7 separate regions of the Mus musculus genome follow, and regions 2, 3, 4, 5, 6 and 7 are each linked to region 1. The links are chromatin contacts, called in public Hi-C, HiChIP or PLAC-seq and promoter capture Hi-C maps. All regions are on one chromosome and are shown on one strand. Each heading gives the region's core, a stretch centred on a gene start, on an enhancer-like site or on the middle of the called end of the contact. The rest is flanking DNA. Distances are from core to core; before and after follow the strand shown.

What was found. Promoter capture Hi-C pulls out the DNA fragments that hold promoters and counts their contacts. A called contact is a pair of places that touch in the nucleus more often than the background predicts. HiChIP or PLAC-seq counts read pairs in DNA pulled down with a chosen protein or histone mark. Capture Hi-C pulls out chosen DNA fragments and counts their contacts.
Region 2: a promoter capture Hi-C map of adipose tissue shows a contact between it and region 1, with 3 times the contacts expected there. The contact joins the promoter of D5Ertd579e here to the promoter of Afap1 in region 1. A contact is called at or near these places in 2 of 39 promoter capture datasets (hippocampal neurons and pre-B cells), 3 of 115 datasets of contacts at active chromatin or transcription factors (astrocytes, embryonic stem cells and large pre-B cells) and 1 of 9 other capture datasets (adipose tissue).
Region 3: a promoter capture Hi-C map of adipose tissue shows a contact between it and region 1, with 2.4 times the contacts expected there. The contact joins the promoter of Lrpap1 here to the promoter of Afap1 in region 1. A contact is called at or near these places in 1 of 484 Hi-C or Micro-C datasets (CD4 T cells), 1 of 115 datasets of contacts at active chromatin or transcription factors (embryonic stem cells) and 1 of 9 other capture datasets (adipose tissue).
Region 4: a contact with region 1 is called in a Hi-C map of pro-B cells, with 2.5 times the contacts expected there. The contact joins the promoter of Tbc1d14 here to the promoter of Afap1 in region 1. A contact is called at or near these places in 4 of 39 promoter capture datasets (cranial neural crest, hippocampal neurons, liver and 1 more), 1 of 15 datasets of contacts at CTCF or cohesin (large pre-B cells), 6 of 484 Hi-C or Micro-C datasets (CD4 T cells, CD8 T cells, embryonic stem cells and 3 more), 4 of 115 datasets of contacts at active chromatin or transcription factors (astrocytes, embryonic stem cells, large pre-B cells and 1 more) and 1 of 9 other capture datasets (pancreatic islet).
Region 5: a promoter capture Hi-C map of pre-B cells shows a contact between it and region 1, with 4 times the contacts expected there. The contact joins the enhancer-like site here to the promoter of Afap1 in region 1. A contact is called at or near these places in 3 of 39 promoter capture datasets (cranial neural crest, hippocampal neurons and pre-B cells), 1 of 484 Hi-C or Micro-C datasets (nephron progenitors) and 3 of 115 datasets of contacts at active chromatin or transcription factors (embryonic limb bud, embryonic stem cells and pancreatic cancer cells).
Region 6: a contact with region 1 is called in a promoter capture Hi-C map of pre-B cells. The contact joins the promoter of 2210406O10Rik here to the promoter of Afap1 in region 1. A contact is called at or near these places in 10 of 39 promoter capture datasets (the C10 cell line, cranial neural crest, embryonic stem cells and 5 more), 13 of 484 Hi-C or Micro-C datasets (CD4 T cells, CD8 T cells, the N1E-115 cell line and 8 more), 11 of 115 datasets of contacts at active chromatin or transcription factors (the NIH/3T3 cell line, craniofacial prominence, differentiating embryonic stem cells and 6 more) and 1 of 9 other capture datasets (liver).
Region 7: a contact with region 1 is called in an H3K27ac HiChIP or PLAC-seq map of large pre-B cells, with 2.8 times the contacts expected there. The contact joins the enhancer-like site here to the promoter of Afap1 in region 1. A contact is called at or near these places in 2 of 39 promoter capture datasets (the C10 cell line and hippocampal neurons), 2 of 115 datasets of contacts at active chromatin or transcription factors (embryonic hindbrain and large pre-B cells) and 1 of 9 other capture datasets (embryonic stem cells).

The regions. Positions count from the first base shown.
Region 1 is chr5:35,891,638-35,894,770 of GRCm38.p6, forward strand. Afap1 (actin filament associated protein 1) reads left to right here and starts at 1,682. Exons shown (of 17, transcript NM_027373.2): 1 at 1,682-1,903.
Region 2 is chr5:36,694,326-36,697,458 of GRCm38.p6, forward strand. It overlaps D5Ertd579e (DNA segment, Chr 5, ERATO Doi 579, expressed), which reads right to left and starts at 1,696. Exons shown (of 9, transcript NM_001081232.3): 1 at 1,530-1,696.
Region 3 is chr5:35,103,996-35,107,128 of GRCm38.p6, forward strand. It overlaps Lrpap1 (low density lipoprotein receptor-related protein associated protein 1), which reads right to left and starts at 1,704. Exons shown (of 8, transcript NM_013587.3): 1 at 1,484-1,704. The coding sequence starts at 1,696.
Region 4 is chr5:36,580,770-36,583,902 of GRCm38.p6, forward strand. Tbc1d14 (TBC1 domain family, member 14) reads right to left here and starts at 1,628. Exons shown (of 14, transcript NM_133910.3): 1 at 1,586-1,628.
Region 5 is chr5:36,533,929-36,537,061 of GRCm38.p6, forward strand. All of the region lies in intron 3 of Tbc1d14 (TBC1 domain family, member 14), which reads right to left. Among named protein-coding and RNA genes, the nearest start is that of Gm32528, 23 kb to the left of the region's middle. Within about 2 kb of position 1,638, at least 20 of the 459 cell types and tissues checked have an H3K27ac peak or open chromatin away from gene starts, as enhancers often do. A contact at or near this core is called in nephron progenitors and pre-B cells, where this site is marked.
Region 6 is chr5:36,463,243-36,466,375 of GRCm38.p6, forward strand. It overlaps 2210406O10Rik (RIKEN cDNA 2210406O10 gene), which reads right to left and starts at 1,612. Exons shown (of 3, transcript NR_126488.1): 1 at 1,273-1,612. Grpel1 (GrpE-like 1, mitochondrial) reads left to right here and starts at 1,943. Exons shown (of 4, transcript NM_024478.2): 1 at 1,943-2,013. The coding sequence starts at 1,952.
Region 7 is chr5:36,432,806-36,435,938 of GRCm38.p6, forward strand. No RefSeq gene overlaps it. Among named protein-coding and RNA genes, the nearest start is that of 2210406O10Rik, 30 kb to the right of the region's middle. Within about 2 kb of position 1,501, at least 15 of the 459 cell types and tissues checked have an H3K27ac peak or open chromatin away from gene starts, as enhancers often do.

The DNA of each region.
Region 1 (3,133 bases), core at 432-2,931:
ATGATGCCCTGGAGGACTCCTTTATGGCCAACCCCTTTCAACTCCAACCAGAACCAGTTACCCCCAACCCTCCCTGGACCCTGTCTGCTCATATGAAACGGGCCTGAGGCCACTGGAGGACACTCAGGATGACAGCATGAGAGGGTAACACAGGTTGGAGTGACTGGCCTTTAGACATTTCTGTTCTTAGAATGTTCCGGGCCATAATAGCCATCTCTCCCATCCTCACGCCACCTGCCTTCCCCTCCCATCTTCCTTGGCTCCCTTTATTTGTCTCCTTCTCTGGCCTTCCCCAAGCACAGCTGCTCTCATTTTTGAGCAAAGCAGCCCACCATCCTGCCTCTGTGTCCCAGCACAGCTCGTACAGCAGGACGGTGTCCCAGAATGTCTCGCTTTTCTGTTGTCCTGATAATACCTGGACAAAAGCAAGTTAGGAAAGAACGGTTTCTGTTGGCCCACGGCTCTCCAGCTGTGGTCCAGTCCTTGACTGTAAGGAAGTCACAGTGTCAGGAGCTGAAGGCTGCTGGTCCTACCACACTCACCTTCAAGAAGCTGAGGCCAATTAATACCTGAACTCAACTAGATGGCTCCTTTTAAAACAGACCAGGACTTGAGCCCAGTGACAAGTGCTACCCACCTTCAGTGTTAGTCTTCCCACCTCAACCAAATCTAGGTAACTACTTTGTACATGCATGCTCAGCGATGAGGTAATCCTTCACAACAAGTTAACAATTAACACTAACCACACCAATCAAACCCATTCCCAAGAATAGCTCTTCTCGAATAAGGGGCTGTACCAAGAGGCCCCAGTGCCTGGGCAAGCAGATCATCTGTTGGCTTGGGGAGTCAGACAGGAGGATTGAGGCTCTGCATGGACTCCAGGACTCACTGAGGAGCGGCAGGCTGGCCTGTCTCTGGAAGTAAGCTATTTGTAATTTGGGGGGAGTCCAACTGAGGTCTGGTGATCACTGCTGACTGGATTGGATCCTGCAGTGATCATGTATGTGGATAGGGCTTCTGATGAGGGTATCCATCCCAAGAGAAGCATGCTGTCTCCAGCCATGATCACAAAGGCTCTCGTCAGAGGCAGAAGGGAAGTCTTGGAGAAGAGGGACAGGTTGTGAAATAGAGGGAAATCCACGAATGTTGTAGAGATACATTCCAGAACAGTCCTCTAAGGCTTGGGCGAATTTTAAAGATAATTGAGATATGGATAAATGGAAATGGTAGTAGGTAGATAGGAGTCATGCCTGGTGGGGGAATGGAAAAACAAAAAACAAAAACAAGGCTCTGAGCAGGAAAGGGATGAGATTAATAATTGGATCCTGAAGTAGGACAGCGAAATGGATCTGCTTGGCACAGCACCTAAAGGGAGTTTTCTCTTTCTTTCCACCCTTAATGATACCAACACCCTTCGACCAGAAGACGGACAAGGCTATGAGGATCGCAATTCGGATGGCAAGAACCATCAGTTTTCCTTTAGAACCAATTCTAGCTTTGGGGTGAGCACCGAGTACCACTGAGCTTAGTCCACGTGGGCGCTGAGCCCGAAGCGAAATCAGATCAGCGCAGAGTCCCGGGTGCCGGCTCGGACCCACGGCCCCGCCCAGCCTCTCTTTGTTCCTCCTGGCCCCGCCCCCTCCGCCCAACTCCCTAACCATTGGCTAGAGGGCGGGTTCTTGCTGTTCAGGGGGCGGGGCTATGGAGGCAGGCGGGGCCTGTCGCGCCTGCGCAGAATCCTCCGGCCACAGCTCGCACCGGCGGTGTCTGGGCTCCAGGTCCCGACTGAGAGATCGCTGAGCTGCGCAGGGCCCCGCCCCGGGCTCCATTGTTGAGGCAGCGGGCGCTCCGCGGGCTGCGCTCCTCTCGGCCGTCCAGTGCTCACGAGCCACTGAATCCTGAGGTGAGGCGGCGGCGACTTTGAACCCGTAGCGGGGCCAGGTGTCCCACGATGTCCTCGGGCAAGGTCCCCAAGCTGGATGCCCTGGGCCGGGCAGGGTCCCCAGACAAGGCTGGGCAGGATCTCCAGGGCCGGGTAGGGTCATCGAGGCCCTTCAGGGTGTTAGACAGGACTGACCAGGGACTCCTGACAGGGCAGCGTCTCCGGACAGGGCATGGTCCCTATACAGGGGTGGACGGGGTCTCCAGGGCTAAGTTGGATCCCTGGAGGTCAGAGTCCCCAGGGCCAGGTAGGGTCCCCGAGGCCCTTCAGGGTCCCCAGACAGGGCTGGGCAGGGTCAGCGGGCTGGGATGGTTTTCCAAGAACTGTTCGAAGATCCGGTCATCCGAGACCTAAAGGACAGACCGCATATTTGGACTTGCAGGACGATCGCTAAGGCTGAACTGGGGTTCCCGGCTTGGCAGTCGGCTGAAATGGGTCGGAGAGTGTGCTGCCCGGTTGGTGGCAGCTGCCTTCTCCTCTAGAGGGACAGGAACACCGAGAGGGCTGGCCTGGATGGACCCGAGCACTCAGGAGTCTGTGCGCCCTGGCATTGTCTCGCCGCCGGGTGGCACAGAGGGCTCTGCACCTCCAGGTCCTGGCCACCCCACGAGTGGGCTCTTTTCCGGCCCTCCTTCTTGGGTGTAGCTAGTTGATTGTCACCAAGAGGGACCGGGGGTTGGGGGACCCTTGTGTGAGGGAGCCTTCCTGTTTCCCTATGTGGTGTGGATGGCTCCGGAGGTAACTACGTGGACTTAAGTGTGTGGGGAGGCTTGGCGGGTGGAAAGGCTGTTTCTGTCCCTGTATTGGTACGATTTCGTGTGTCAGTGAAGGTGACAGCGTGGACACGCGCGCATGGGATCCTGGTCCTGTGTCCCATGGCTTGTCGACCCAGGCTTTGCCCATTCAGTCCTGGCCCCCGCTTTGGGTGTGCATTGGGCACTGGAGTTTCGGTGAGGTGAGCGAAGCCCTGTGCGTGCTGGGCGCAGTTAGCCTAAGGTGGTGTGGACCGGACTTTGGTATTGTCTTTATTCAGTGAGTTGAAGCGGGGAGCGGGCGGGGTGGGGGGCGCTACACGGGCTCTGGAGTAGCCCGTCTGAGAACGTGCCCCTCACCCTGCGGGTCTCTGGGGAGCGTGGGGCTGTCACTGTGCTGGAAGCTGCAAGTCCAGCCATGGAGTTTCTTACTCCTGAC
Region 2 (3,133 bases), core at 446-2,945, 800 kb after region 1:
AGGCTTGCTGGCCAGTCACCCTTGCTGAACTAGTGAGTTCCAGGTTCAGTGAGAGACCATGACTCAAATCCCAGCATTTCAAAGTCAGAGGCAGACATAGCTCTAAAGTACTTGGCCAGCCTAATCTACCTAGTGAGACCCTATCTCAAAAGTAACACCTGAGGGCTGGAGAGATGGCTCCGTGATCAAGAGCACGGGCCGGTCTTCCACAGGACCGGGGTTCAATTCCTAGCAACTGCACAGTGGCTCACAACTGTATGTAACTCCAGTTCCAGGGGATCTGACACCCTTACACAGATATACATGCAGGTAAAATACCAATACACATCAAATAAATATTTTTAAAACAATTATAAAAAACATCTGATATTGATCACTGGCCTCCACGCGTTAAATATACATGCACCCAAACACACACATTAATATATAATTATAATTCAATGTTTGTCTAAGAGAAGATAGTGGGGAAATATGATAAAGGGACATTATAGAGATATATAAATGAACTTGTGAAAGAACACGTTTTAAAAGTACATCAGTTGGCAAGAATAGCAACTAAATCTACAATAATAAGTATCAACTGCAAGAAGCCTCCATGGGTATTTCAAATGCACAGTTCCAGAATGGTTTTTGTCATAAAGATCCTGAGACCTAGTTAAGAATGGTTCAGCCCAAAACATCTGCGGGCGAATATTTGACCTTCAGAATGCAGAGTGACAGATATTTTTCCCCTTCTTTTAAATCTGAAGTCTCTAAAACCGACAAAGTGTCATGCAACGGGTCCTATACTGGTGGCAGAAATCTTGCGTGGGGTTTTCACTGCATAGGCTTTTCCATGGCATCACCTGTTATCCAAACTGCACGTCCCCGGCTCCTCGGCAAGCCTCTCCTACCGTTTCCTTAGCAAGCCAAGAACCAGAAACGCAAAATGCATTGTCAGTTACTTGGGCAACAAGGCAAAGCAGGTGATGAGACCCAAGAACCCCGTTTAGTAAATGACTCCGGAGTCGCATGTCCCCCTCCCGTTTATCCCCCATCTCACTTTTCTTGGTTAAACCTTTAAGGTTTGTCTACAGAAGGGCAAACACTGAAGGGAGGGGCTGCCAGGTTCGGGGTCTGCTCCCCACTGCTCGCCCTGTCCTGGCCTCTACGCAAAGCGCTCAGCCCTGGCCCGGCGTCCACCGGGAGCTCCCGGGACGCCGGCCGGAAGCCGGGCCGCGAGGGTCCGGGCGGTGGCGCGCGCAGGCCGGCGACTCCGGGGCCTGTCACTTCTGCCCTCGGCCGTCACCTTCTTCGACCCCGCGCCATAGGCCCGCGTGCCCGCCACTCACCGCGCCGCGCCCGCCCCCGACCGCCGAAGGACAAAGCTGAGGGCGCGGGGCGAGGCGAGGCCGCTGTCCTCAGGCCGGGCCGCCTCAGCCCGCCGCGGCCCATTGTGCGCACTCATCGCACGCCGCCCGCGGGGTCCTCGAGCCGGACATCCCTCTGGCCCGCCACCCGCCACGGCCCCGCTCCCGGCCGCCGCCTACCTGCCAAGGCTACCGGGTGGGCGCCTCTCCTTGCGCTCCGAGGGCTGCAGGCGGCTGCCGAGCGCCGGGCGGCCCTGGCCTGCGCCTTACGTAAAGCGGCGGCGGCCCCAGCGCCAGGCGGCGGAGGGCGGGAGGCGGCGCGCGGCAGCCGCTCCGCTGCGTTACCTGGCAACAGCCTCAGCGCCCGGCCAGCCAACGCCGCGTTCCATATCCTTCCGCCCAGGCGCCGGGATTACATCAGCGCGCCGGGGCTCCGCCCTCGTGCTGTGTGGGTGGGGGAGCAGCAGGCGCGCAGGACTGGATTCTGGGGTCCTGAAGATCCTGACACCACGAGGCCGACCTGAGGATCCGAGGCTTTGAAGCTTTACCAGGCCCTGAGAGAGGGCTCCTGGGTCGGTGACCTCCCGCTGGGTCACTGAGACCCGGCTTTGCAGAGCCCTTCCAACACAAACCCCCGCGTTACACCTGTCCGCGCCCCCTCTTCGCCATGTCCTGGAATGGCTGGAGTGGGCGGCTTAACATAAAGACTTCAATTAAAAACAAAAAGTGACATGGCTTTTTTATGTTATTATTAAGTAGGCAAAAAATAAAAGACCTTCTGGAAGATTCGGAAGTGGGAGCCAAAAATGTGCACTAACCTTTTAATCAAAAGCCTCTTCCCACCTACTCACCTTCCCTAAATGTGACTCCTAGGCTCTTCCAGAAAAGCAGATGTAGATGTCAGAAGTACCAGGAAGAAAAGCCAGAGATGTGCCTTCTATACAAAGGCAAGAACAGGTCCCGTAGGGGAGTGACCTGCATGTAGTTCATCAAACTCATTGAGCACCGCCAGGCACCAGGCCCTGTTCTTGGGTTCAGAGTCTGAGACCCGGAGTTCCCAAGCTCAGCTCAGGCTTCTGGGAGGAGCAGAGAACTGGAAGTACTTTTCTGCTGAGGTAGGCTGGACTCTTGTATGCAAGCCAAGGTCAGGAACCTAAAAGAACTGTCCTTTCATAGAATCCATACTGTTCCAACAAACATCTTTTCACTCTCCCGGAGAAACCCAAAGTAAAGCCTTCCTGGAGAGACCCGGAACAGGCTGGGGAGTGGGTGACGCCTCGGGATGGAGGCAGAATTTGAGCACAGGCCTTTGGCTCTATTGTCGGGGATCTTTTCCTTCACCCAAGTCTTACCCTTCCTTAGTTTGCTCCCCCTTTTGTTGCCTCGGGGTTCATTTGAGGTGAGTCACAAGCCACAGTTTTATTTACTACACATCTTTTGGTTACCTGTTCCAGGGCGGGCAGCCAGGCAAACTCATATAACATGCGAGAGAGTGGAAAATCCAGGGTCATCTGAGAGTGAAGGTGGGCATAAATGGTGTCAGGATCTTCAGGACCTCAGAAGCCAGGCTTGCACAGACCAGGGAAACATTTCCCTAAATATGGAGAATTTGCACACATTTTTTGGTACATACATCCATAATAACATTAGTGTCTCCTAGTCTGTACCTTCTGTAAAGGCATATCGATAGTAGGGCAGTTTTAAAAGAGTAACAAAGTATCGCAAACATATGAAAGGAAAGATAACACAGCCACTTTGTAGCCATCCTGTTGACTATAATCTGT
Region 3 (3,133 bases), core at 454-2,953, 790 kb before region 1:
AGGGCTGGAATGACGTGCAGCCCAAGGCTTAGACAGGATGACGAGAGCAGCCGTCCGCACAGTGACATCAGACTGTGGACAACCAGCAGAAATATAATCTGATGCTGCCACTGATCAGTGGCCATGGTGGAGGTCCAGGAGACCACCAAGGCACAGAGTGAGGATGAAAGTCACCTGGATGTGCATGTGGAGGACTGGGGGCCACCTTCTGAGTGAAAGAGACCCCAGGATCTACGGACAGCAGACCACATTTCCCCAACAGTCTTCGACGGTACCTGCTAATGTCTTCGTGGCCCCATCCTCATCTTACTGGGTAATCCCAGGTGAAGCACACTCATCCCGTGGGCACACCCCTGGAGATGGCGGTCAGGGACAGCCAGCCTTTTACCCTAGATGGTTCCCACTGCTCCCATGCTCTTCACACAGCCACTCCCAGCTCTGCTCCCGGACCCTTCCCCCAGAAAGCTGAACTGCTTTTCCAGGCCACAGGGCTGTCCTAAACCTTTGCAGGCTGGACACTTGTCCCCCTCTTGCAGCAGTCTCTCAAAGACACTGGCTGGCCACTAAGCTGTCTGTGAGGCACCACTCCCCTTCCCCAGAAGCCAACCTCCCAACTACCTCTCCATCCAAAGTCTCCAGGGCCAAAGTTCTACACGGTTTTATTTTAAAAAATCACTTAGTTTGCAAATTATTTACTCTCCCCTCAAACTCAGGAATGTTTAAGCTGGAGGGCTAAAGGGCAACCCTCTGCAAGCTCTAGAGGAAGATAGTGTGGCTCTGAAAGAATACTTAAACAAAAGCCCAAGTCCTAGCCTAGGACTGTAATCTGGGAGGGGACCCAAGTTCCAGGCCAGCCCTCAGGCTCTGGATATCTCCATTTCAAAAGGAAGAGAGATTAGCATAGCTACTAAATCTAACTTCAGCATTCCCCAGACAGGGTGTAGTGTTTACCTATACTAAGGAATTCCAATCCCCTAAGGAACTGCTTTACCCAAATTAACCAGCTCCATTAGCAACTGGGGCTTCTGCAATCTCCATACAGTCTTATCTCAGGGCACCGTTTTTTTTTTTCTTTCATTGGAGTAAATACAGATAAAGAAAAGACTTCCAAGTCTGGCCCCATGTAGAAAGTGCCCCCCCTCCCCTCTACCTCCATCTGAATTGGCTCTTTGGAAAATTAGCTTTTTGGGCAGAGGTGTCCACAGCTAGGAAGGGTGGGTGTCACTCATTCTTTAGGGTCCCTAATTGCACTAAAGGCAACCACAGGCCCTTGACACCAGCACCAAGTTCCTTTAGGGCCTATGGGTCTCTTATTACAAGTGAGGTCAAGATGGCCCACCTGACATTTAAAGGGGGGCTGTACAAAGGGTAGGCCGTTCCCCGTCCCAGAGGTTATGTTGGCCTCTCAATCAGGGCCCTGCTCTCCTTCGCTCACACGCAGCACCTCGCCCCCATCCCCGCGCGTCTCCCTGGCCCCGCTCACCCGCTTGGCCTTCTCCCATAGCTGGTTCAGCTTCTCCATGCGGAACTCCTCCCCGGACTCGCGCTTGGCGGCCATCTCCGGCTCGTTCTTCTCTCGCGAGTACTTGCCGCCATGGCCTGCTATGGGCTGGGGCACAAGCATCAGCGGCAGCAACAACAGCACTAGCAGTTGGAGCCGGGGCAGCGTAGAGACCCTCTCTCTTCGAGGCGCCATCTTCCTCTGAAGCGCTAGCAGACTGACAGGACTGGGTCTTGTAGGACCGCCCATCTGTAGCCCCGCCCATCAACCGGTCTCCGCGAGGCCCCGCCTCCCTTCTCAATCCGATCCCGCCCACCCCAGGCCCCGCCCATATGACTGCCCACTTTTCGGTCTCTGGCTCCGCCCTGCCCAACACCAGCAAAGAGCAATTATCCCAAGGTATTTTCACGCTGGGGCTGCAAAATTCAGAGCTCACTAGCGGGGCTGTAAGGAGAAGCAGCTGGGAAAGCGCACTTATGCACCGCCCCACTCCTCGTAATCACACAAGAAGTGCGGCGGAAGATGATTTTGCCATTAAACCCGGGAGCAGCTATCTCAGCTCCGTCTTTGGGACACATCCCAGACACTTCCCCTCCGGGGTTTCTGTTTGGAAGGCTTTGTGCACTTGCCTAGTCTCTGCACCTGCAGCCCTGGAGAAAATCCAATGGACATAGTGAGGCCCAGCAAGCCTGTTGGGGACATGGCCTGGCCTGGTGACAACCTGGTGCTCGAGGAACCCAGGAGTCTGGTACAGGCACCAGCAGTTTGGGCCCAGGAGGGACAGGCAGAAGAGTCGTCTGGTAAGGATGACCAGTGTCTTAGTCAGGGTTTCTATTCCTGCACAAACATCATGATCAAGAAGCAAGTTAGGGAGGAAAGGGTTTATTCGGCTTACACTTCCATGCTGCTGTTCATCACCAAGGAAGTCAGGACTGGAACTCAAGCAGGTCAGGAAGCAGGAGCCGAGCAGAGGCCATGGAGGGATGTTCCTTACTGGCTTGCTTCCCCTGGCTTGCTCAGCCTGCTCTCTTATAGAACCAAGACTGCCAGCCCAGAGATGGTACCAATCACAAGGGGACCTCCCCACTTGATCACTAATTGAGAAAATGCCTTACAGTTGGATCTTGTGGAGGCATTTCCCCAACTGAAGCTCCTTTCTCTGTGATAACTCCAGCTGTGTCAAGTTGACACAAAACTAACCAGTACAACCAGAAAGGGTCTCCAATAGGGAGATACATGGAGGACAAGGGTAGGGGATATTTGGGGGGAGTGGTGCTTTTTTCTTTTTTTAATAGTTTTAAGCTGTATTTTGTGTTTCCACAAAAAGGGTTCAGTATATCTGGAACCCTGGTGGTTTGCAGACGTTAGCACCTGTTTTCTGAGATCTATTTTTGGTTTGGTTTGGTTAGCTCTGGTTATCCTGGCATTCACTATATAGACCAAACTAGCCTCAAACTCAGAGATTTGTATGCCTCTGCCTCCCAGATACTGGGATTAAAGGTGTGCACCACTTTGCCCGGCCTAAAATGTCTCCTTTTCAGATAGGAGAGAGGGTTTTGTTTTTGTTTGGGGGTTTTTGTTGTTATTTTGGCTTTGTCTGGTTGTTTAGATCAAACAGGATCTTACTCAGTA
Region 4 (3,133 bases), core at 378-2,877, 690 kb after region 1:
TGAGTAGGGCTTGGGGCAGAGGTCAGGTTGTTCCTCTAGCCTACCAATATGCCCAGTACTGTGAGGGTCTCTAGAGATAAAACGGGTCCTACAGCCAGAGAGTAGAAGATCTGAGGAGGACATAACCCAGGAAATGAGTCTGAGTAGAGCGGGGTCTACAGTCCCTTCCTGAAGGACCTTCTGCAGTCCAGGACCAGGATAAGGAGGCCCAAGGTCAGAGAGGACCCAGTGGGTCAGGAGATTTAAGAGGTTTGGCAGTCTGAGAAGAACTGGGCATGGGGAGGAAGAAGATTTGAACACACCACAAAGGGTTGAGGAGGAAGGACTGAAGGGGACAGAGGTCTGAACAGGTCAGAGATCTGAGGAAGATACAGGCTCAGATCCTCAGAGCAAACTCGGTTGGTAGCCCACAGCCCCGTGAAAGTTGGACGAGCCAATCGTAGCCTCCGGTCTGAGAAAACTTTAGCAAGATTTGGGAAAAAACGTCTTAGGGGGATGGAGATCCGAGACACATCAGGGGTCTGAGGACCATATCTGAAGAGGCCAGGGGTCTGAGGAGCACCAGGATCTGAACAGGAGAGGGGTTTGAGAAGGACAGAGATCTGAATACCTCAGGGTCTGAAAAGGAGTAAAGGCAGAGATGTGAACAGGACAGGGGTCTGAGGACGCTGGCTCAGGGCGCACAGAGCAGACACCTCTACAGCTCGCAGCACCACATCTGAGGAGAAAACTTTTCACCAAGTTCTGGAAAAGGCGCACGTCGCGACAAGCGCTGGCCGAGGGCAGTCGCACGTCAGCCGGACCCCAGCCCTCCCAGCCGCCCTCTCAGACCTCCCTGCCTGGCCGACGCAGCAGCAGGTGGCAGCGGTCAGCCATCCGCAACCTCTCAGCTTGACCCTGCAGAGCCCCCTCAGTACCCGAGCTACCGCAGCTCCAACGCCATCTCCCCGGCCCGTGGCCCGCAGCCCAGGCCCCGTGGGGCCCGCAACTCGCTGGGCTAAGAGCGTAGACTCCGCAGATGCCCAGCCTCAGCAGGTGCTTGCCGGCCGCCCGCGGCTAAAAGCAGCCAGCGCCAGACCCCACCCCCGCCACGCCCACGCCACGCAGCCACGCCCCCACAAGGCTGCTTCTCTTCCCTTCCGCTGAGCCTCTTTAGCCCAACACCCAACGCAAATCGCTCGCTCCCAGGGCCTCAGGCGTACCGCCACGCCCCGCACTCCAGAGCCACGCCCCCGAGAGCTCACTAGCCACACCCCACGCTCGTCCCTAGTCACACTCCGGGGGACAGGAGCGTTACCACGCCCCGCGCTCCCTATCGCCGCCCTCACGCTCCCTAGCCACGCCCCCGCTAAGCTTCCACTGCTCTTCCGCCAGGGCTCTCGCCCCCCGCCGCAGCTCCGTAGAGCTTAGGAGCCTGCTATTTACTACCGCTGCTCCTCCGGCCTGCCAAGTATCCGTCCTGGGTTTCGGGAGTTGTGTCCCTGGCCCTTTTCTGTCCTCAGGCCCAGGAAGGGCTGCAAGGAAAGTTCCGAGAGAGTCACAGTGTCCATACCGGCACCGCAGACGCCTGGCGGAGGCCCCTTACCTGGTCGGCTCCGCCCGCGGCCATCTTGGAAGTGGGAAGTGGGAGGGAGGGGGAAAGCAGCGCATGGGGCTGATCCAGGCGTGGGGAGCCGAGCGGCGGAGCGCATCGATGGGACGCCCCTGTCCAGCAGCTGGGGGAGTCTTAACAGCCCACGGGAGTATTTAGGGGTACACGTGAGCGCAGGTTACAGATCATTGACCTTGGAATGCCCTCCCGGTATAGCCTTAGCCTGTCACCTGTCAAACGGGCTTTTCTGATCACTGTTTCATTGCGCTTAGTGCCTAGCGCTGTAGTTCGCCAACTTTTGTCTTCACTTTAATATTTCAGTATACAACGCCCAGCAGGCTCAGGAGGTGACAAGACAGGGTTCATCATCAGTGTGTTTTGAAAGTTGTGTGATGGTCTCGCTTAGGAACTAGAAGAGGCCTCACTAGACAGCATCTTTCTCTAGCCTGAGATACAGAGATCCACCTATGTATTAAAGGTGTGTGCCACCACACCTGGCTTTATGCACATTTTACCTTTTTAAGTAGCAAAAATTACAGAGACACAATCTATGAAAAAGTATAATTCAGGAGGTAGAAGTCAGCTAGAGCTGAGCAGAGTTAAGCCAGATGTCTATGGAGGATGTCTTCTATCAGGCCAGGTCATTGTGCTGCATTTCCCTTCCTGAACTCACCTGCACTCGTTTCCTAAGCCTCAAAAAGCAGAGACATGAGTGTTTGTTGGATCCATACAAAGGGTACTTGGGATGATTTGGGTTTATTCTAGGAGTTGTCAGACCCCGAAAATTTACAAACACAAACAAGCCCCTTTAAAACCTGACTGCATTTCAGCCAGGAACCATCACATGAGGCTGGAACCATCACAGTCCTACAGGAAGAGGAATTTCCCTGCCCTGGCAGGTACCTGGAAGCAAGCAGGAGGAAATCCATTTGTCTTGGTTACAGTTCTGTTTGTGCTAGCCTCAAAGTTGCAACCTAGAAAACAATGAGTTTGAACTCCTGATCCTCCCGAGTCTACCTCCCCAGTTCTGGGATTATAGGAATGTACCACCACTTTTGTTTCAATTGTACATTCATTTCAAAACATTAGGTGATGGTTCAACCTCTGTACAACTCTCTCAAATATTTTAAAATATTTTCACAAATCTGAACACAGTCCAGAGGAAGGGCTTACAAGACCAAGGCTATATCAAAAGCTATGAAATGCACACCGTCCCCAGGGATGAAAGAAGACAGAGAGAGGTTGGGGGATAGCTCAGTGGCCTGACTTCAGTTCCAAGGAGGGTAGGGAGGAGAGAAGAAACAGACCAAGAGTCGAGCCATATCTGAGTGTCTTGGGTCTGCACATGTGTTGTAACTTTTAAACTTCCACATGGCATGTGCTGTTTCACAAGGAAACAATGTCGGGTCCCACCCAGCCACCTGAGGCCATGAGGTTCTCAGTCCATCACACCAGAGCCTTCAGCTAAATAAGCCCAGCCCTGTGCCTGTTCAATGCACAGGAAGAAGGTCTACCTGAGAGCCTGACAGCATTGACTTTCAT
Region 5 (3,133 bases), core at 388-2,887, 640 kb after region 1:
TGCATTCAGATTCAGCCAACTGTAGATCAAACCATCCCTCAAGAAAGAAAAGTATCAGAAAGCCAAGATGCCTGGACTGACCACGCCATAACTCTCCAAACAACACAATGCTTCTTACACAGTGTTACACTGTATTAGGAAATGTAAGAAATGTAGAAATAGTTTAAGTACATGGTGGTGTTAAGTACCATTTTACAAAAAGGACTATAGTATCCGAGGATTTGAAGATCCATGGAAGGTTCTGAAACAAATCTCCCACATGACACTAAGACCCAACTCTCTAGGTTTCATACTGTAAGAAACCTCACCATGGACCTGGTCCTTCTCAGTTGCTGTGCCTGTCTTTGTAACATCCTCTACCAAGTGAAAAGTTTTGTTTCTACTTTGCTGAGTTTTTATCAGAAATGAATACTGGATTTTGTCAAATACTGTTTCTGCCTCAACAGGACCACGTGGTTTTCTTTAGGTCATAACACAACTGATGACAGTGGTTGTTTTCACACATCACACCCTCCTTGATTCCTAGGATAAACATGACCTAGTCCTCAGTGTTGGCTTGAACAAGTGTCTGGGGTTCACTCTGCTAATAGTGAGATCTGAGGATCGTGGACACTGGGCTGGGGTCAGTGTCCGGAGCATCAAGGAGCAGTTGGGAAATGTCTTCTTCCTCCTAAATTTGGCAGTGTTTTAAAACAACACACTATCAGTGAAACCATGTGGGCCTGGACAGTATCTGTCTTATCTTTCTCCTTGCCGTGGTCAAATACCCTGACAAAAGCGACATAAGGAGAAAGGGTTTGTTGTGACTCAGTTGCAGAGGGATGGAGGCCACCATGGTGGGGAAAGCACGGAACAAGAGCAGACGACCAGCTAATGACACTGCACTGACACACAGGAAGCACTGAGTGAGTGTGAAATGGAACCCCAGCACCCCAAGGCCCACCTGGGGATCCACTTCCTCCTCAAGGTTCCACAACCTTCCCAAACAGCTCAGCAGCTGTGTCCAAGTCTTCAAACATGTGAGCCCATGGGGATATTGCACATTCAAACCACCACAGTACTGAACTGTAATGTTCCTGTCTTAACATAAAAAGTGCAGGATAAATCTTATATCTTGGACGAGTTTTGGTGATTTCTAATTGCCAAAGAAATAAGACTATTTCATCTGACATGATAAGTTCCTGTAGAGAGTTATTCAAAGAATTCCATTTCCCCTCTCAGTTCTACAGGATCCAGGTGCTACCCCCTTTGCTCATCCCTTTCATTGAAAATGTGTTTCTGGGGCTGGCAAGATGGCTCAGTGGTTAAGAGCACTGACTGTTCTTCCAAAGGTCTTGAGTTCAATTCCCAGCAACCACATGGTGGCTCACAACCATCTGTAATGGGATCCAATGCCCTCTTCTGGTGTGTCTGAAGTCAGCTACAGTGCACTCATATACATTGATAAATCTTTTTTTAAAAATAGAAAGAGAAGAGAAGAGAAGAGAAGAGAAGAGAAGAGAAGAGAAGAGAAAAGAGAAGAGAAGAGTTGTTTCTCTTCCTTGGCAGTTCCGCTAAGGTGGATCAGGACGGGGACATTCAAAGAGCCCAGTCTGCTCTCACACACTCCCCTTTCTAGTTCTAATTTCATTCATATGTCTTTGTATCATTTGTTTCCTTCTGCTTTTTAGAGTCTTAAGATAGAAACCCGGCTTACTGATGTGAGACCTTCCTTCTTTCACTTGAATGTTATATATTTCCTACCCAACCTGCATCTTCCATGCTTTGGTATGTTGTATTTTTACTGTGTCAAAATATTTTCTGAGTTTCCTGTGGCTTGCTCAGTAGTTTGCTACTTATTTAACATCCACATTTAGGGAGAAGTTCTTAATATTTGTTACTGCTTTGTTTCTCTGTGATGAGTAACATATTTTACTTCAGTCCTTTTTCCACTGAAAGTTTCTTTTATGTCCCACACATGATCTGCCTGGGGAGTGCTCCACAAGCACTTGGATTGGCGACCACTGAAGGGTGGAATGTCTCCACAGGTCATTCAGCGCCTCCAGGTCCTGGCTTGCTCTGTCTGCAGCTGGTTCTTCTCATGTGTCTCAGAGCAGAGTGGCATTGACTCTCCATTTGTGAAGTTAACAGGTCCAGTTTTCTGCATCTCTGCTTGGATTTGCTACAGTCACTAGTGCAGAGAAAGCCTTCCGAGCTATCTGGTCTTCATCAGGCAAGAGCCCATTTTATCTCTGGAAACTGGCTTTGAAACCCAGTCCTTACTTTTTCTTTTTTCCTTTTTTTCTTTTTCTTTCTCTTTTCTTTCTTTCTTTCTTCTTTTTTTTTTTTTTTTTTTTTTTTTTTTTTTTGGTTTGTTTTGGTTTGGTTTTTCGAGACAGGGTTTCTCTGTGTAGCCCTGGCTGTCCTGGAACTCACTCTGTAGACCAGGCTGGCCTCGAACTCAGAAATCCACCTGCCTCTGCCTCCCAAGTGCTGGGATCAAAGGCATGCACCCACTGCCCGGCCAGTTCTTACTTTTTATGACATTAATATCTACCTTAAGGGAAGTGCTGAAGACTGAACCCAGGGCTCCATGCACACCAAGCACAAACTACCACTAAACTACACCATCAGCCCTATCTCTTCCTGTCCTATCCTAACATGTGTTCTCTTACATGTTCTGTATTTGAAAAGTTCCATGTAGAAAACAGAATTGGGTTATTTTTTTTCAAGCCTCTTTAACAACACTGGTGTTGGGGCCATCTGTACCTAACATGATATGGTCTGTCTAAGTTTAAGTACCGCCTTACTTGTCATTTGTTCTTTCCCGTTTCCTCTTTTCTGTCTTCATTTTGAGTTTTCTGAATTTTGTAATTCCATCTTAATCTCTCTATCATGCTTTTGGTCATCTTTCTGCAGAGTTCACTGATTGGCCTAGGAGCTGAATGATACGTGCAATTTTCCATGACCTGATTAGAATCAGTATTTTATGACTTCAAGTAGGAACCCACTGCCTTTCCCTGGTACATGATTGTCTAATATGTTACTTCTATATACAGTTAAAGACCCAAGCAATACTAACCTTTACCATTAACCTAACACATTTTTAAAGAACCCACTGAGAACTAACTGCCTATCTGAATTATGCCTTCTG
Region 6 (3,133 bases), core at 362-2,861, 570 kb after region 1:
ATCTGGTGACCTGGTGTTACTGCCAGGGAAAGCCACAGGAGGTCTAAGTCTTATTTCAGAAAGTTTCAAAGGAAACTGTATAAGCCCCATGGTATTCATCGCCGGCTTCAACAATGTCATCACTTTCCCACAGTCTTACAAGAAACCTCACCTTTTAAAACTAGAGTATTTTTTAAAGCCCTTGCCAGCCAATATGACAATGTACCATAAATATTCCCATCCAGAGCTCTGCCCATTGGCCCATATTGTTCCCTAACAAAAGGGCCAGCGCACTGAATAACCATCTGATACCCGTCCCACTCCAGTCCCCTGCCCTTTTCACGGTTGGTTTGTTCCATCACAACCAAGTGCCATAGACTCAATCCAATTATGTCTCTTGATTTCATTGGTGCTCTAAGTATCCCTTCTCCTCTTACTCGACCCCAGCCCTAATGAATTAACAAATCAGGTCACTTGTCCTACAAAACACCAGTGAACCAGGATTCCTGGAAAGAAACTGTCTGCAAAGGCCAATTGACGGATTAAAGCCTCAATGACTGGAGATGCTGAACCTTGCAGGTGCAGAGCCTAGTTACAATTTATCTTGGGCTATCTTTAGTTCATTAAATAGATTCCCTGCCCCACTCAGTGTCAGACCTAACAGCAGGAAAAGACGATTAAAATCTTGGTAACACAGTAACAAAACTCTAATCTCCACCAAAGGGCTAAGCTTGCTATCAAATAGCATCTGCGGACTACAGCTGAGATTCCCGTTTGCTATAATCACCTACTTAATGTTTTCACTAATATATTTTATGTCTTGAGTTGTGGCTTTCTTTGTTCTGCTACTATGCAAACGTCCTGAAACTGTTTTCACGTTGGAACACAGGTGTCCTAAAACTGTTTCTGGGCCAGTCACTCATAAATGACTCCAGAATAAACTTATTTCCTATGAGGTGAGAGCTGTGCTTTTTGTGTGGACATGCTCTGCCCCACGCCCACGGCGGGCAAAAGGCAGCATGTGCTGGGGAAATGATTTTTAAAAGAGCGAAATTAAATAATAGAATTTTGGTCCCTTTTTTGTTTGTTTGTTTGGTTGGTTTGGTTTGGTTTGTTTTACGAGACAAAATTTCTCTGTGTAGCTCTGGCTGACCTGGAACTCACTCTGTAGACCAGGCTGGCCTAGAACTCAAGAGATCCGCCGAGAGCACACACAAGCCGTAGTCCACGGACGAAGCGTTCTGTCTCGAGATTTGCGGGAGCCGGGGGGAGGAAGGAAGAAGCTGCACATACCTAGACAGGACAGAAAACGTCCTCCGACAACTCTCAGCTCTGCGACCTCCCCCATAGCAGTGACCAAACATCAGCACCCATATTTTCGAAGCTCTCCTGCACACACTGCTGTTAGTTTTTTTTTTTCTTATGTTGCGTTCTGAGAAAATTGGAGGTGGCCGAAAGTACAAAATCAAGTAACGCTCATCGGGCCGTCCACAGCCAGCCTGTTGACACAACGCGCTTGCGGCATAGTAGAGATGGGGTCCGTCCCTTCCCGGGACACCCACGTTCCGCCCGCAGAAGGTAGCAGGAGCCTAAAGCGAGCACCAGTCACTTGGCACGAGTTCCCGGGTCCCCGCCTAGCGCTCGCCGCCTTCTGCCCGCCCTGACGCTCTTCCTCTTCATTGGCTGTCCCCTGGCGCGACCACGCCCACAGAAGCTCCATTTTCCTCCACTCCTCCCACCTCACCTTTCACCTCCTCACCTTCCGGGGCTCCCAGAAGCCTCAGTCTCCGCCCACCGGAGAAGGAGGAAACAGAATTCCGTCATGACTCGTAATTATTGGTGGAAATGGTCTGTCCATCAGAACAACAGCGGTCACGGATTAGCTAAAAAGCAGCAGTAGGTGGGAAAACCGGTGTAAGGGGCGTCCGCGCATGCTCAGTGTGGGCGCAGTGACGCGACCTCGGGGGCAGTCATGGCGGCTCGGTGTGTGAGGCTGGCGCGCCGCAGCCTCCCGGCTTTGGCACTGTCGTTCAGGTAAGAGAGCTTCACTCCTCTGCGTCGGCCTCACTCACGGCCGAGAGCTCTGGTGGGGGGTTTAGCGGCAGGACTGGTCCCCGCAGGCGGTGCCCGTGCACCCTGAAGTCACATCCTCACCATCGAGTCCCTGTGCCTGTTCTCAACGCGCGGCTGTCCTGGTGTTTACTGTGCGGCACTGCGCGAACTGGGCTCAAGAGACGAGAAGTGGGGACGCTGGGGCGTAAATGCGGGGATCTGGGTGATGCGTCAGGTGGAAGGCTCCGCCATTTGTTTGTCTGGTGACACACGGCACTCTCTCGGGCATAGGGGCACCACCCCTCCTGGAATTGCAAAAGTCAAGCTTAGAAGCGGGAGACTTGCCCAAGGTCAGGCAGCCAGGCAGAAGCCCGCCCGACCAGGGGCTGGGGTTGCTAATCCCTAATCCAGTCCAGGATGTGTACTGCCTGGTTTGTGGGCTTTTTCCACTCACATTCCTTCCCCCACTTTTGCCCTCCGCGGAATGTGAGGTCCAAGGAGCAAGAAAGCCAGTGTGTGTGCAGTTTATTTAGACAATGCCCATTTTTGCCATCTTTACTTTTACCCGTGGCTTCAGGTTTTTGAGTCGCATCTCCAAAGTTAGGCTCAGTATCTTTAGCTTGTTCCCTGCTAGGACCAAGTTTTTGGTTGATTAAAAAAAGAGAGACTTTGCCTGAGTCTTATGGAAACGGAGTGAACGGGAGCTGGCCTTTTCAGCGGGTGAGAGTGAGCAGGCGGATGATCTCGTACTTGTGACTAAAAGATGAAAACAGGTCTATGTTGTGCAAAGCAGGGAGGAGTCTGAAGTATTCCGGGGGAAGCACTTCCTATTTGTGGTGCTCTGTTTAGAGTTGACAGGAAAGAACCCCCATTTCCCATCCCATCCGGCCCTGTCCCATCCCCCAGCTTGGTTCATGTCTATCTCTGAAATTGTGGTTTTGAAGAAAGATGCTCTAGTAGGAAGTCATAACTCCACAGTATCCCATAAGCTTGGCTTCCCTCTTTCCTCCGAGACATAGCCCTAGGAATTCCTGCCCTGAAAGGATCTATACAGCAAAACTGATCTGCTGAAAGGCTGTGGTGGTCACTCCTAGGGGTGGAA
Region 7 (3,133 bases), core at 251-2,750, 540 kb after region 1:
AGCTCTACTGTGCTACAGACAGTGAGGGGTGAGGCAGGAAAAGCGTATTTAAAAAAAAAAAACACACATAGAATCTCAGGTTAATGAAAATGCTACCTGTTGCAACTATTTCCCACTCTAGAACACTGGTATAACTTTGGATCCATCTGTTTTCTGTTGCTATAACAAAATGCCCCTGGCTAAATTAGACATAAGCAAAGAAGGTTTGTTTAGGAAAGCCCAAGGTTAAGTGGCTTTGACTTCTGGTGGCAACCTCATAGTAGATGGAACATGGCAGGTGCTTGTGCAGGAAAGAGAGTGTTCATAGTGGAACAGAGAGCCAGAGAACAGAGAGGGGCTGGCCTTCTTTCAAGGGCCCATCAGAACTACATTCATCTCTTCCAGGAGAACACCCCCAGTGAACATCCTGCCACAGTTGGATCCTCTTAATGGTCACCACACTGAGGAGTGAGCTCCCAGCAAGTAAGGTAAGTCACTGGGGAACAAATTGCAACCATATCATAGCCAATATTAATAGAACGGCAAAGCATAGCCCAACTCACACATGGACAAAGGCTCCAGCAAGCAGAACTCAGCTTTGTACAAGTGCCTGATGTCCAAGCATCCTCAGAATGCAAGGATGCTCACATCCAAAGGGAGCACACAGATGCTAGCACCGACCCACATGATCACTTGGTGGAAACGTTAGAAGCTTCTATCTATCAAGGACCAAGGCAAGAAGTCCACAAGCTAGCTAGATCTTACACTATTCTAGAAGTCCCAGCAACCCTAATAGCTGTGCCCACACCCAGACACTATGCAATCCTGTTCTGTCCCCTACAGGTAAATGACAGTAAGAAGGGATTCTGACAGACATCACTGACCTGACACCTACTCAGCAATGAGCACTGCTCTGTGCAGGCATGGGGCTTCACTGGAGACAAACACAGAAGGAGGCTCTGTCCCTAATCCTTGCCCCCAGAGCCCTCAAGGCAGATAGACACTTTTCCAACCAGTTCTCACCTGCCTCCCATATACCGCCACACCCAACCCCCAAACTGCTGCAAGGCAAGGGCTCCAATCCCCACTTCATTGACTAGGAAACAAGTTCAAAGTGGCTGTGACACTCACCAGAGTGACTGCTAATGAAGTGACTGAGTCAAGATTTGAAGCCACAGCTCATGCTCACCACTAAAATGTCCTCTAGCTGCTCCGGGGACAGAGAGAGACACTAAGGGTTCCTGAATACAGGGGCAGAGTGTGTGTGTGTGTGTGTGTGTGTGTGTGTGTGTGTGTGTGTGTGAGAGAGAGAGAGAGAGAGAGAGAGAGAGAGAGAGAGAGAGAGAGAGAGAGACTTGGATGATCTGGAAAGGGCTGAGTGGAGAGGAGATTAGACCAGAAGTGGAAACCTGGTCATGATCTTGTCGCACGGGCATAAGGAGAGGTGAGGGATAGCAGGACATGCCCCCATGAGAACTGTAAGTCTATGGCAAAAAGGAGGTTCCTGCCTTCTGCAATGGTCCAGTGGATTCCCCAGCTCTGCTGTCAGGCCTGGCAAACTCCTCCCAGCTCCCCTCTGTCCTCAGAGCAGACCAGGTGAGCAATCCCAGGGGCTCCACCCAGGCAGCTCTCCCAGGCCTCTTGCTAAGCAACCCCAGGAGTCTGCCTCTAAGTCCATCTTCTGTACCTTCTCTGGGTAAGTCGTCTGTGTTGGGGTTCTGGGTTGAGGCTGGCTGTATCGGGGTCCTGATGTCTTACCTACAGAATGAGAACACAGAGGGGAGACCTTTCCTCCTCACTTAGAGGGAGCACAGGCTGTGCTGGGGACAACAGGACTGCGTGCGGCAGCCACGCTGGCTGGCAGAGGCACAGCTGGGCCTGCGAAAAGAAAAACATGAGATTCATATTAATTTTCTGTTTAGCAGAATTTGAATTTCAAATGAAGTCCTGTGTTGGTTCAGACTGACTGCAGACTGTCTCCTAGGGCTGTCAATCAATGCCAGCTGCATTGGCCCCCAGGGGACCGGCTGCACAAGCCAGTGCACAAAGACCGTTGTAGGCTTTGTGCTAAGGTGGGAAGGCAGGTATAACCAGACCCTGTGTTTGGGGTTGGGAGGTCGCAAACCCCATCCCTGTGTTTCTGCACTAGCTTTCTCCCAAAATATCTACCTGGGGAGCCCCACTGGTTGAGAGGTCCCCGTTCATTTTGCTCAACTCTGTAGCCTGCTCTTTGTCATGTGAAAACTAAGGTAAGACCATACTCTCAAGCATTCCTGGCTTTACATGCCCACCCAGAGTCAGCCCTGGGCCCCTCAGCTTGGCATTGAACCCATTGCCACTGCCTGCAATGTCAGTCTTTGAGTGCCGCAGAGCCAAGGAAGTGATGTGGGACTCTCCAAGGGGGCCAGGGTGCATTCTCCATGCCAGCCTAGTGGGCCATCCCATACCCGTTAGGCTCTGCTTGTGCAGGTGCCTGCAGAGAAGGTCCCAAGCTCAATGGGAGGCAGCGAAGGTGAGGCACTGGTGAGTGAGCGCTGCTCTGAGCATTGGATGCTGGCAGTGACACCCAGGGACACTGACTGGCCTTGTTCCTACTCCTGCAGCTGTCAGTCTCAACCTGGACCCAAACCCTGGCTATCTGGTTCTTCTCCAAGCCACAGGCTGCCCCTCACCAAGGAGACAGGGAGGAGAGCTGTAGTGACTGGGATGGCTCTTGGGTTGAGCCCCAGAGGAAGGACAGGAGCTGTGTTTCACATCCAGCCAGAGCAGCAAAGAGGATCTATCTTGAGTCCCTCGCTATGGGATTTTAGAATGTCATCCACAAGGCCTGTCCACAGCACTCCATAAATGCTTGTAACAAAAGGAATTCTGGGCAGGGCATGGAGGATGTTCAGGGTGCAGACTATTCTGCATGAAAGACAGTGGAGAGGCAGGGTCAGCAGGCAGTAGAGCCATGACCTTGAGGTCAATTAATAACAATTCTACTTCACTGTAGAGCACGAGGAGGTCATGCTGAGGGAATGACATTGGGAAGGATGTGTGTATCTGTGCATGTGTGTGTGACTGTGTGCATTTATGTGTGTATGTGTGTGTATATATATGCAAGTATGTGTGAATGTGTGTGAATGTATATGAGTTTATGTTTGTGTGAGTG